Regions from separate parts of the Anas platyrhynchos genome. Here region 2 is linked to region 1. The links are chromatin contacts, called in public Hi-C maps. All regions are on one chromosome and are shown on one strand. The core of a region is the stretch at or near the end of the contact, and the rest is flanking DNA. Distances in the headings are between cores, read along the strand shown. Region 1 overlaps IFITM10 (interferon induced transmembrane protein 10). Region 2 holds the start of LOC113843797.

Region 1 (6,219 bases), core at 1,779-4,278:
TGCTGGCACAAAAATCAGTCCAACATGTGTTGGTGGGGAAAATTCTGCAAAACCAGGGTTACTCCACCACGTGCCTCTAAATTGTGTGGGTTTAGGTCCTGGTAGCACATCTGGTGGGAAGGTGCTGTGCTAGCACAGGGCCTCGCTTCTCTACCTGCTCTGGAGCACTCGTGGGTTAAGGAAATTAAGAAAGATGCCTTTGCAGGGGCAAAAGAAGGAAAAAAAAGGGACAGGCTGAGCTGCTAATTCCTGCTGAGATCTGACCTGCAGAGCAAGCAGCAAACAGGAGGAAAGGGGGAGATGCTCCTCTGGCCAGGGGACGCGGGGGACATGGCTCTTATGGGATGCTCAGGCCCACGGCTGGGCAGCTCTCCCACACCCACTGTTGCTGTGCTGGGCTGAGGGGAGAAAGCAAAACAAATGATTCATGGGCGCTAAACCACTGCCAGGATTGCAGGGGCCGGGAGCAGGTGGCGAGGGAGGCTTGCAAAACTTCACCTGACTCCCAAAGCCTCGAGCGAACCCAATTTAGATCCCAACCCAGTCCGACCTGAAAGTCGTGGTTATGGCTACGCCGACAAGGGCTTCCCGCTCTGCGATTCCATCAGCACGGAGTTCAGCCGAGGGCAGGGCTTGTGGGGGCTCATCCATGCTCACCAGACCCTCATCATCCCTATGTCACACAGGGGAAATGAAGCAGGGAGAGCTGTGACGGTGCTGTGATGGTCACACACGGGCAGAACAAAGCAGCGTCGTGCTCCCGGCTCCCATGTACCAGATGTGAAGCCATTGTCACCGCCAGGGGCCAGGTCCCCCCTCCCCAGCATGCTCAGAATGAGCAAAAACACTGGGGCCAGTTGCTCGTTGCTGACGGGGAGCGCTTTATTTCGGATAAAAAGCACTTCAAAAAGAATTCGCCCTCTTTGCCTCACTCTGCTTTTTCTTCTTCCCCAGATTTCAGGCGCATCTGAAGATTGATTGCATCCCAGCTACGTGGTTTGAATGCAAGTTGCGCTCGCACACGTAATAGTTTTTGCTAAAACGTTTTCCAAGACCCGTAATTGCCATCGCAGGCCAAGTGCGAAACTAAAAACCGAGAGAAAGAAACTGCTGCCAAACCGACGAGTCCGTCAAAAAAGGAGAGACTTGTTCACCAACCTGCACTTGCTTTAAACACACAAATATGTGCATTTTTTACTCTCGGCTGGTGCTGTGTGCCGGGCTATTGGCGCAGCCTGCGTGGAGGAGCGATGCCCGGGGGAGCCCCGCTTGCTGCCTGCCTCCTGCAAAGCCCCAAACGGTGTCACCACGCTCTGCAGAGTGTGTGAGCAGGCCAAAGCCCCAAGCAGCATCACGAGGCAGCCTCGTTTCTCGCAGGGAGAGCTGCACAGCGTATCTATCTGTCTTGGTTTCCCCAAGAAGAAAAATATCTGCACGTGCCTGGCGTGGCTCAGCACTTCCAGGGCACTGGCTGCGGCGCGTGCATGGAGCAGAAGCAGCGAGCGCGCAGTGGGTCGACTGCAGCAGTGTGAGGCTGGGGGTCTGCACACCGTGCTGCTCCTCTCCGTGCTGCAGCAGTGCTCCTTCTGCAGCCCTGGCTCTGTGCTGCCAGGCATTGCTGCCAAAGGGAGAAGGGGAAGGCAGCACAAAGTCGTGCGTTGAGTAAATTCCCTTGGCACAGAGCAGGGGTCAAAGGCAGGGGATGGGAGGAGCGGGACCTTTGTACTGGGCATGGAGCAAGCACGCTGCAGGATGCAAAGCTGGTGGTGGCAGCTAGCTCTCCTAGAGGCTTTGCGGTGACAACCCTTAGCACGGCTGGCCCTTCTCCCTGCGGGCTGAACTGCTGTGGTCACTCACGTGGCTTTGCCCTGGAAAGTGAGGCCGAGTGAGGAATTCACTTTTTGGCGTGCCAGAAGCTGCCCGGGGTCACGCTCACACCTCCGAGGGCAGCAGGAGGCAGAGGACGGGGCCAGGGGAAGGAGAGAGGTGCTAAATGGTTTGGTTTCTGTACAGCCAGGCCTTAATAAAGGATCCTTGCCCCATGCTCCTTGGGGGCAAGGCATGGTCTTCCCTCTTTCTTCTCCCACTGCTCCTTGCTGCGTATGAACCAGCCCGGCTGAGCGCAGGGGTGAGGGCTCTGTCAGCTCCAGACCCTTTTTCCCTGCCCCTCTGCAGGTTTTTGTTCAGCTGCTCACCAGTTGCTAGGATTTTGTTGTTGTTGTTTCCTACGTCGCTTAAATCGTTTTCACTGATGAGAGCATCTGCTGCCATCTGTGCCTCCCCCTCCTTCCCCGCACCGGTCCGGGCGGCGAGCTGGGTGCCGCAGGATCTGTGCAGCACGATCCTGCCCCGAATACCGGCATGGGGAGGGGAGCAGAGGCAGCTCCATCAGCACCCCACTTCTCCCCCTGCATCGGCAGGTCTGCAGTTCCAGCGGTGCCTCGGTGCCCAGCTCCCAAGCCCGACCAGGACCCAGTGGCACTTGGCGTGGCTGCAGCTCCGCGAAGCCCAACGAGACAGCTTTGAAAACGCAGTGGTGAGGGGACTTTGGGAAGGTCCCCCCTTTGTGCTGTAATTTGGGTGTCGATGCAAAATTGGGGGCTGGCAGCTCTGCCCCCGTGGGAACGCAGAGCTGCTGGGCCGGGCTGGGAGGTCGCTCCCCGAATGAGCCGCCAGCGCCACGCTGCAGCTTGCCCTATTTATCACAGCCAGCCCGTGTAGATGTAGGAGAGCCACGGGGTCACGTTTGCTGCCGGGAGGAAATCCAAACCAGTTTAACCCAGCTGGGATTTGCCTGCGAACTGGCTCGGCAGCCTTTGCACGGAGGTGGCATCACCCAGCCCGGGGCTTGCGTAAGCGTGGCCGTGTTTGCTCACACACCAGGGCACCCACACCCCTCTGCCCCGTGCGGTCTCGCAGGGTGATTTCAAGAGGTTCCTGGTGCCCAAAGCCACCTTCTCGTCCTCCTTGGTTTGCTGACGGGGCTGGGCTGCAGGGATCACGGCAGAGCGGTGTGCGGGAGCCCTCTGCCTGCATCCCGCAGCACGGCTGCAGGCAGGCAGGAGCTGCAGCTCCTCGGTCTGCAGAGACCACAAGGAGCAGATGTTGGTCTGGGAAGGACCTCGTGGTGTGTAAGAAGTCAGCTCCGTGTCTCCATCAGCTCCTGCTGGGTGGTGGGGATGCTCCGAGGTCCTCCCTGAAGCCGTTTCTTCTCCAGGCTCAGCCTCTCCTTCCCTCACCAGCCTCGGCAGCCTTTCCTGAGCCCCCACCAAAAGCCTGTCATGTATGGGGGCCCCAAACTAGGAGCAATATTTTAGGCACCACCTAACAATACTGACTAGTGGCAAATAATCTCCTCCCCCCCCTCCTTCCCATTTCCCCCCTCTTGAGCTAAAGAAATAGAAAAAAAAAAAAAGAAATCCTCATCAACCTGCCAAGCTAAATTTCCTGGAGGAATACAATTAAATCTCCATGTGGCAATGCGACCATCGCTCCTTCCCGATACCAAACGGCTTCCCAAGCATCTGACGGCTCCTCTCTTCCTCCCCCTCCACTTGGTTTTCACTCCTGCTGCTGAATGCAACAGAGGCTGCGGCTTCGCAGCCAAAAAAAGGTGCGAGCTGGAGAGCGCCCAGCGAAGTTGTGAGTGGCAGAAGTGAAAAGGCAGAGAAGCAGCCCTTGAAATCCTCCCTTCTGTTATGTTGGGTGGCAGCCTTGGCAAACCCTGAAATTCCAGAATTTTCCTGTACAATTGGGAAAAAAGAAAAAAAAAAACACACGATGAGAGTACCTGTCATATTTGGCTGCTGCTTTTCTTTCCTTTGTTCCCTCAAAGATAAAAATAAAAGATAAAATCAGAAATAAAATAAAACAAAACAAAACAAAACAAAACAAAACAAAACAAAACAAAATAAAATAAAATAAAATAAAATAAAATAAAATAAAATAAAATAAAATAAAATAAAATAAAATAAAGACAGACCCAACCAATTTTCAGGGTTGCAGCGCACCTCAGCCCCGCCGCAGCACACTTCAGCCTTGGCACAGAGATGCCTCGTACAAGGTGGGTGTTGCCAGCAACAAATAATAAACGTGAGGGCTGCTGATAATAGTCCACCCTGTCCATCCCTGACAGTTTGTGCATGCAAAAATGCTGCGGAGTCAGTGCTGTGCTCCCCCTGGTTCATTAAAGAGGCAGTCCGTCGGGGGAAGATGCTGGCAGCCCATTTGTCACGCCGGTTAAAGGCAGGAGAGGCTGCCTTTGGGTTGCTTCCCATTTTGCCAGCCCTGATTTTACCTGATTTTCTATATTACTTTTTTTTTGCATGTGCCGAGCAGGGTGAGCGGTTGGGGCTGGCTCCCTGCAAAACCACCGCAGGGCTCGCAGCGGGCGATGCGCTTCCCCAGTTTTTGCTAGTTCAGGAGGTGCCTCCTGCTTTAGTCCTGCAGTGACACCTAAATCTGCCCCACACGTTTTGGGTTTCAGGCCAGGCCTTGCCATTCATTTGAGGCATTTTTCTCTTTCTCTTCATGCGCAGAGCAGGAGAAGGGAGGACAACCCGAGCAGCCAGCGCAGCAGACCAGACATCGGAGGTATCTTTATTGACCGTCTTACAGAAGTACAGCAGCACTCGGTTTAGGGGGTGTGCGACTTCCCCAGAAGGTGCCTTCCTTCTCAGCACTGTGGGGCTGTCCCAAGAAGAAATCTGCCCTTAACACACTGGGCTTCATCCGGAGGCTTTGGGGCTCTCCGGGGACAGTAAGTTATTTCAACCGACGGGTGAAATTCAACAAAGCTGCATCAGAAAAGGAAAATAAAAGGTATGTGGAGGGGTGGTGGGCAGCCTGAGCATGCCTGACATGCTCTGAGCCTTGCCATCCCTTGGGGTCTTGGGCACGTTGCCTTCCTCCCACCACCTTGCACCCCGGCCGTGCCCCCAGCCCCGGCTGCAGCCCACAGAGCCCCAGGGCCATACTGGCAGCTGCGAGCCACACTCAGCTCTCAGCTCCGAGTGCCCTCGTCACACAGCTTTATTTGCCATAAAATAAGCTTTTCTCAGTCTGCCTTCCTCCCTGCACCACTGTACCAGCGAAACCCTTTCCTACAGCAGCCCAAATGCTGTCTATGGCCAGGAAGAGTAGGCTCAGCTGGGCTGATAAACTCATTTAACTTTTATTTATGTGTTTACTTTTTTGTTTGTTTGTTTGTTTGTTTTTAATCAAGGTGGAGTTGTTTTTATTTTTTTGTGTCCTTGCTACAGGAAACAACTGCAGACACTTCTGGCATAGAGGCATCCTGGCGGCGGCCGCTGCTGCTGGCCTGGCGCTAGTAGTCGGTGAGGGGGTACCGCAGGAAGATGAAGATGAGGATGATGCAGAAGGTGGCGAGGGCTGAGCTGGTGATGTTAAAAAGCCGGGCAGTCTTGGCATCTTCCACAGCCCCGTTTAAGTCATTGAGGAGCTTCTTATCCCGGACCTGAGACAGAAAAAAAGAAAAGAGAAGTAATTGGGAGATGTATTGTGCTACTATGCGATACAGGAATAAAGTACTAAAAAATAACAGTGCATCCCCAGGGAGAGCTGGGTGCTGCGGCATCCTCCCCACTGTGCTATACCATTCTGGCAGCCCTGGGGCTTGCATCACCTGGGCCATAAGCTGGTGTTTTGGGGCGTTTGGGTGCCCCCTGCTGCACCGAGGCGCCCAGCGCGCAAAACTGGTGCAGGATCCGACCACAGCTTGAGGGTGGGCTGGCAGCCCTGGGGTACTGAGCCCCTTCTGCAGCTCTCCTGCAGCTGGGGGCATCTCCACCGATGACTTCCAGCCCTAAAGCACGGGTGCTGTCTGGTTATCCTGCAGGCTGGGACACCCGCGGGCTCATCTTGGTCTCCGGCTGGGTGTGTGGCCACACTCCTCCGGGCTGCCAGGCAGGGGACAGGGTCACCAGGCAGGGGATGGGGTCACCATGCAGGGGATAGGGTCACCAGGCAGGGGACGGGGTCACCAGGCAGGGGATGGGGATGCCAGCAGCAGACCCCAGCCCAGGGGTGCTGCCCACCCCTTCCTCGCAGGGCTCCGTGCCCCTCTCCAAACCCGCAGCCAGCCCTTGGCAACTGGAGCGCAGAGGCCATGGGGTGGAAGGAGCAGGGCCTTTTGCTCCTTTTTGCCTTTCCCGCAGCAGGGTGGGAGCATCCTTGGGACTGTGCCTCTCCCCGAGCCCC
Region 2 (6,219 bases), core at 1,193-3,692, 44 kb after region 1:
GAAGGTCGGCGTGAAGCAAGCAGCTGATCTGAAGGCCATGGACAACGGGGGCACGTCTGACCCTTATGTTATTGTCTACCTGACGTCTGACATGAGGAAGAAGTATGAGACCAAGGTTTACCGCAAGACCCTGAGCCCTGTCTTCAACGAGAGCTTCACTTTCCAGGTAGGACGCCCTGGCTGCTGATGGTTCCTTCATCCCATCGGGAGCAGTGCATGGGTGCTGCTCTCCAGGCAGGGAGATACTTTGCTGTCATTGTGTGTGTCACCCCATCCTTCATGGGTCCTCCCCTGCAGCTGCCCCAGGCAGAGGTGTCCGAGTCCACACTGGTGATGCAGATCCACGACTTCAACCGCTTCGCCAAGCACGACACCATTGGCGAGGTCCGCCTGCCGCTGGCCAGCGTCGACCTGCAGCACGTCATCGAGCAGTGGAGTGACCTGGCCATGGCCAGCAAAGTCGAGGTTGGTGGGAAAAGCCCCCGAGAGGGACATGTTGTTGTCCCTCTTGCCAACCTCTAAGGAGGTAAAGCTTTGGGTCTTGTCTGCCTCGAGAGCACCTCCTGTGCTGGGTACCCCTGCTCATTGCTCATGTCTCCATCAGCAAGAGCGGCTGGGAGACATCTGCTTCTCACTGCGCTATGTCCCCAGCACCGGCAAGCTGACGGTGCTCATCCTGGAAGCCAAGAAGCTGAAACGGATGGACTCCCATGGGCTGGCAGGTTGGCAGGGGCTGCTCATGCTCACGGCTCCCTACCTGGTGCTAATGATAGCACCAAGAGCTCTCAGGGCTTTGCAGATCTTGGTGTGGAACTGTCCCCTCTCTCTCCTCAGATCCCTTTGTCAAGGTGCATCTCATCCTGAACAGGAAGAAATGGAAGAAGAAGACAACAAGTGTGAAGAAAAACACCTTGAGCCCTTACTTCAATGAGGTGTTTGTGTTTGAGGTGCCTTTCAATCAGATTCAGGTGGGTTTCCCTGCAGTGCCCAGCTCTGAGCAGGTCCCTGGGCAGGTGCAGGTCCGACTGATGCTCTTTCTCCTGTCTCCACCAGAACGTGGATGTTGTCATCTCTGTCTGGGACTACGACAGAGTGACCAAGAACGAGCCCATCGGCAAACTCTTCCTGGGCTGCCGGGCCACGGGCAACCAGCTGCGGCACTGGTCCGACATGCTGGCCAACCCGCGCCGGCCCCTGGCCCAGTGGCACAGCCTGCAGCCCGCCGACGTGGTGGACAAAGCCCTGGGGCTGAAGTCCCACCTCAAGCTGCCCCTGGCCACCAGATAGAGGGGGTGAGAGCCCCAAATGGGTTGAGGGCTCTTCTTGACCAAGAGAGGAGCTGGCTGCTGGTGCAGCTCGTGCCCTGGGCAATGCCAGAGCAGGGCTGCTCTGCACCGGGGGGATGCTGGAGGGGAAGGTGTGGATATGGGTCCGGCTTGTCCCAGCCCCTCGCAGGCTGGGGGGACAAATACAGAAAGGTTCATTGGAAAACACCGAGTCCCTGGGTATTTTTTAAAGTTTTTAACTTAATTTTTGAGGGTTTTTAACTGAGACCAAGATCTTGAACCACCCTAAGAGGCTTGGGGGGAGAGGAAGAGGATGGGCTGATAAGGAAGGCATTGGAGACACAGGACTAACTCTTTACTGACTCTGTGATCAGCACACTTTGTGTCCTGGCAAGAGGCTAAAAGAAACAGCGAAATCAGCCCCTGGTTGTCCATGCAGCTTCACTCTTAGCCTGTTCCTGGCCTGACTTTGGCCCGTGCTGGGCTGTGCACCCTGAGATGTGTCCTGGGGGTTGCGACTCACCAGCAACCATCCCTAAGGACCCTGCAGTGCTGGCTCCATCCACCCCCATGTGGTCCTACAGAGCTGAGTCCATAGGGTTTTAACCCCAAACCTGGAGGTGCTGCTGGGGTGGGGTGGTGCTGAGCGTGCACCTTGTCCTCTTGCTTTTATGCTTTGGCCACCCTGTGCTGATGAAGGCTGGGCTGCAGCCCTCATCTCAGTTCAGGGTGGGTTTTGCATAGTCTGCTTGTGCTCCCCTGTCCTGCCTCGAGGGGCCTTGAGATAAATGTGGGATATGGAAGGAAAGATGCCTCCTGGGACAGGGTGGCTCCTCTGAGCCCTCTGCAGGTGGAAGCTCCCTGTGTTGGGCTAACTCCAAAGCCCAGGAGCCTCCTAGCTCCCCGAATTAGTATTTCAAGGAGCTAATAAGGGAGAGCCTCTTTGCTTCAGCTGAGAAGAGTTAAGCCAGATTGGCTCAGATAGTGCCTGACCCCTTCCCATTCCCACCTGAGGGGATTGCTCCTGCTCTGAAATGTTCTGGGAGAAAACCTCCCTTCTCCTGGCCTTCTGCATCAAAGCAGCCACAGCACGGCAGAGATTTGGGCTTGTATCACTGCATGTGGCCTCAAAAAACAAAAGGAAAGTAATTTGCACTGGGCAGCCTGTGGGAAGCCGTGGGCTCTGGAGGGGGAGAGCCCCAAGCATTAATGAAGAGCCATTAATATTGAAAAGCGGTTAATCTGCAATTATCCCCGGCTCCGCAGAGTGACTACGAGAGAGTTAAACAAATACGGTGAAGCTGGAGAAGATTATGGAAGCTCTCGATAGAGATTAATGACCTGAGCTTAACTATAAAAAGCCACCATGTCTGCTGTTTAATAAATGTTACCCGGGCTTCGCTGCGGCCGTGGTGAGGGGAGGAATGACAGGGTTGTTTTGGGATGGCTGTGACAAGGAGAGTGGGGCTTCTGCTGGGAAAACAGCATCATCTGGCTGCCCTTAAGGAAATGGAGGAGGAAATCAGTCACCTGAGAAATGCTTGCAAAAGGACACTGGGTGAATTAAACCCTCAGCCTTAAACCGAGCTGGGAGGGGCTCTGCAGAAGGGAGCAGCTCTGGGGGAGATTTTTGGGGCAGCTGGGGACCCCGGGAGCGAGCACCCAGCTGGGCAGGCTCCGTGCTGCCCCAGGTGAGCCTCGGGGAGGTACAGAGCCACCGGCAGAGGTGTTTGCTCAAGAGGGAAAGGTGCCTGGGTGGGGATAGTATCCACTCAGCTCTGGCTTTTAATGCCCTGCCAGGGCTGCTTTCTAGCTCTGGTGTTGCTTTTCCCTCTCCTTACATCCCCACCAACACGTCCCCATGGCCCGTTGTCCCCCTGCCCACCCCATGCCTCCTGCCCAAGCGATGTTCCTGGGAGGGCTGAGCGTGGAAATGAGCCTCAGGAGGAGGGTGCCCTGGTGGAAGGCGCAATGGGGAGCACTGCTGGGTGAGAGGGAAACCAACCTCAGCCTGTGCCTGTGCTGGATTCCCGTGTCTGCATCTAGAGGGCAGGGCAGGTACGTGCTGGGATCTGGGGCTTGGCCATCTGTGCTCCCAGCCAGAGCTTGGCCTCCTCATGAGGTCTCCTTCTACAAATGAACACTGGCTCTGAGCAGGACCTCGCTCCGGATCTAACCCCGCTGGTGGCCATGCCCTGGGCTGGGGCTGCAGCAGGCGACCTCCAGGAGTCCCTCCCCAGTGAATTATTCCCTCACTCAGTGATTTTATGATTATTGGTCCCTGTGCTTTAGGAAACCAGCCTGGAGAGCTGTACCAGGCGAATGCTGAGCATTATACATGCTTGTCACCATTCGTCTGCCGTGAGACAAAAATGATTATGGGCTGTCATCGTTCAGCCTGGCTATGTGCTGGCTGTCCTCCAGCCTCAAAATTTTTTTTTTTTGGCTGGTCTCACAGTTTTTGAGCACTGGAGACTATCTAAGCTTCTCTCACAAGGAGTAAGTGTGCCCATTTTATAATGATGCTAGTTAATGAATATTTATCTCAAAAACCTATGGTGAAACTTTGCCACGCAAAGAGTTCCTCCTCTAAAACTCCCGAGCTCCTGGGTTTACAGGGCGTTATGCAGGCTGTAGGTTTTTTTCTTTTACAGTACATTTTTTGTGGTTTCAGAGAGAAAGAAAGTTGATTTTAAAAATAAATAAATAAATAAAAATGCCAAGAGCGGGATGCTTCCCGAAACTACATCTCCCAGGCTGCCCCGCTGCTGCTGCTCCCTGGGGTGCGAGACGGGGGTCCCGGCCCCACAGGCGCTGGCATCGTGCCCCTGCCCACGGTAAAGCCCCAGGGCTGGGCGTGGGGGGTGTTTTGGGGCAGGGTCCCGAGCTGTGTGGGGCTGCTGCTGTGGGGAAGGGGGATTGGGAAGAGCTGGGGGGCACGGGAAGGAGGGAGGAGCGGGGGTCTTTGTGCTGGACTGCGAGCGGGGGGAGCGGGCCTGCCCTGGGTGAGGCTGCTGGTTTCTTGGAGGGGCAGGGAGCCCTTTCCCGACCCCCTTCACTTTTTCCCATCCTCTGCCCTTTCCCCATCCCCTTCCCCTCCGGGTGCTTCCGATAGCTGGGTGCTGTGCTGCCGGCACCCTGTGGCTCGTAGTTTGTGGCTCATAGTTTGTGCCTTGAGGCACGCAGGTATCTGAAGAAAGGGGTGCATGGGTCTGTGAGCTGTAAAGGTTTTACGCCCGGATTCTGGGGGCAGCTAGCTTGACCCATGTGCAGAGGTTTCTCTAGGGTTGTACATTCAAGGGAATTAAAAGACTGAGTGCTGGGACATCAAATATTTGCATTGATAAAACTGACCTCTTTGGAGGTGCTGAACAATCACTGTTCTGCTGGCTTCTGGAAGCCGTCACCTTTTCATCCCACTTTCAGAAATACTTGCCTTTAAATTGCAGATAATGAAGGTTTTTAAAGTGTCCTATCCCTTGCCCCTTTTCCTATCTCTACTCCCACTCGTTTTCCCACTGTGACTGCCTGCTCCTGAGGCTCTGGTATCTGGGGCTGTTCCTGCCCCAGCCTGGGCTCACGTTGCTCCTGGATCACTCATGCCATGGAGGTGTCCCCAGGAGCACCTCCACCATGGGATGCCTCCATCCTGAACACCCCAGGGCTGATAATGGGGGTGCAGAGATCACCCTGCTCCCTCACAGCTCCTTCTATCTCAGCTTTGTAGGCAGAAAGAAACCCAAACCTCCTGCTTCTCCATATTTCAGGCTTGGCAGCATGGAGCCCCCGGAGAAGCAGCACAAGGACCTTGTGGCCGTCATGCTGGAGGGCAGAAAGTGCCCCCTGAAGAAGAAGGGCGTCACAGGTGAGTGGGTGCCTGCCTCCAGTGACTTCTCAGCTGGGTGCGGAGTTTTTCAGCACTCTGTGCTCATCCCTTCCCTCCCCAGGCCGAATCATGGAGCACCTCCAGAGGACCTTGCAGAGGCCCATCTCCTGGCGGCTGTCTTCTCCCGTGGCTCTCCCGCGGTGTTGCACAGGTGGGTGAGGCTGCCAAGGGGCTTCATCACTGCTGTTTTTTCTAAAAATGTGTTTTCTTGGCTCACGTGGTACTTGGGGAAAAAATAAAAAGCACCAAACAATAACAAAACCACGTGTGAAAAAACAACAGTGGGGTCGAAGTGGATAATTTCTAAAGGATCATAACTGATGTGGCCACTGGTTTGCAGGGCAGTTGCTAACCTTGGGGAGGGAAGTGCTTTATGCTCTATTGCCTTTGTTTTTGATCTCAGTTGCCACTTCACATTATGTTATTACTTTTACTCTAACAAAGTATTCTTGCTGCAGCCTCATTTTGGCGTGGAGAGCCTGAAAGCCATTTTGGGTGTGGAGGCATGCTGAAACCTTACTCATTTAATCACACGGAGGTCTCAATCTGCTCTCCAGACATGTCCTGGCTCCTGCTCTGGTCTCTAGCAGGCTCTGAGGTCGTGCAGACACAGGGACACCGTGCCCAGGTGTCAGGTCGCTGCAGTAATTCTACCCTGGGGCAGGCTCGGTGGGAATGCCAGATGGATCACCTCCTGGGTACATCAGTGCTGGTCCGAGGGGTTAGCTGTTGGCTTTTCCAAGGGCAGGAGCTAAGGCACCTTCTGCCTAAGTGCACGTGATGGCAGTGGGAAAAGCTCCAGCGAGGAGTGAGCCCTGAGCTCAGGGCCCCTCACCTTGGCTCTCAATGTGTCCTCTCCATCGCTGGAGGCAGGTTCAGAGGGCAGATGTTGCTGCTGCTCATGAAAGCCCTTGTGTTGACTTGTTCTGTTCCTCCAGGCTCTTGCCCAAACCTGATGACGAGTAACAGTGAGGCACGAGGAGAGAAGCCCGGGGAGGTGGTGTCTGCAGCCCCGCAGCCTGGCAGGACACCCCGGTCACCCCGCTG

Evidence for each region. Hi-C and Micro-C count contacts between places; a contact is called where the count stands out from the background.
Region 2: a contact with region 1 is called in a Hi-C map of liver, with 5 times the contacts expected there. The contact joins the promoter of LOC113843797 here to the enhancer-like site in region 1. A contact is called at or near these places in 3 of 8 Hi-C or Micro-C datasets (liver, skeletal muscle and subcutaneous adipose tissue).

Annotation. Positions count from the first base shown.
Region 1 is chr5:27,936,318-27,942,536 of IASCAAS_PekinDuck_T2T, forward strand. IFITM10 (interferon induced transmembrane protein 10) reads right to left here. Exons shown (of 3, transcript NM_001310795.1): 3 at 5,316-5,476. The coding sequence ends at 5,327. Among named protein-coding and RNA genes, the nearest start is that of DUSP8, 3.9 kb to the left of the region's middle. Within about 2 kb of position 3,029, at least 4 of the 8 cell types and tissues checked have an H3K27ac peak or open chromatin away from gene starts, as enhancers often do. A contact at or near this core is called in subcutaneous adipose tissue, where this site is marked.
Region 2 is chr5:27,981,063-27,987,281 of IASCAAS_PekinDuck_T2T, forward strand. LOC113843797 reads left to right here and starts at 2,443. Exons shown (of 8, transcript XM_072038519.1): 1 at 2,443-2,977; 2 at 3,961-4,123; 3 at 5,054-5,151; 4 at 5,234-5,323; 5 at 6,111-6,219. The coding sequence starts at 4,017. SYT8 (synaptotagmin 8) reads left to right here. Exons shown (of 9, transcript XM_027459394.3): 5 at 1-166; 6 at 298-465; 7 at 605-722; 8 at 835-968; 9 at 1,054-1,504. The coding sequence ends at 1,287.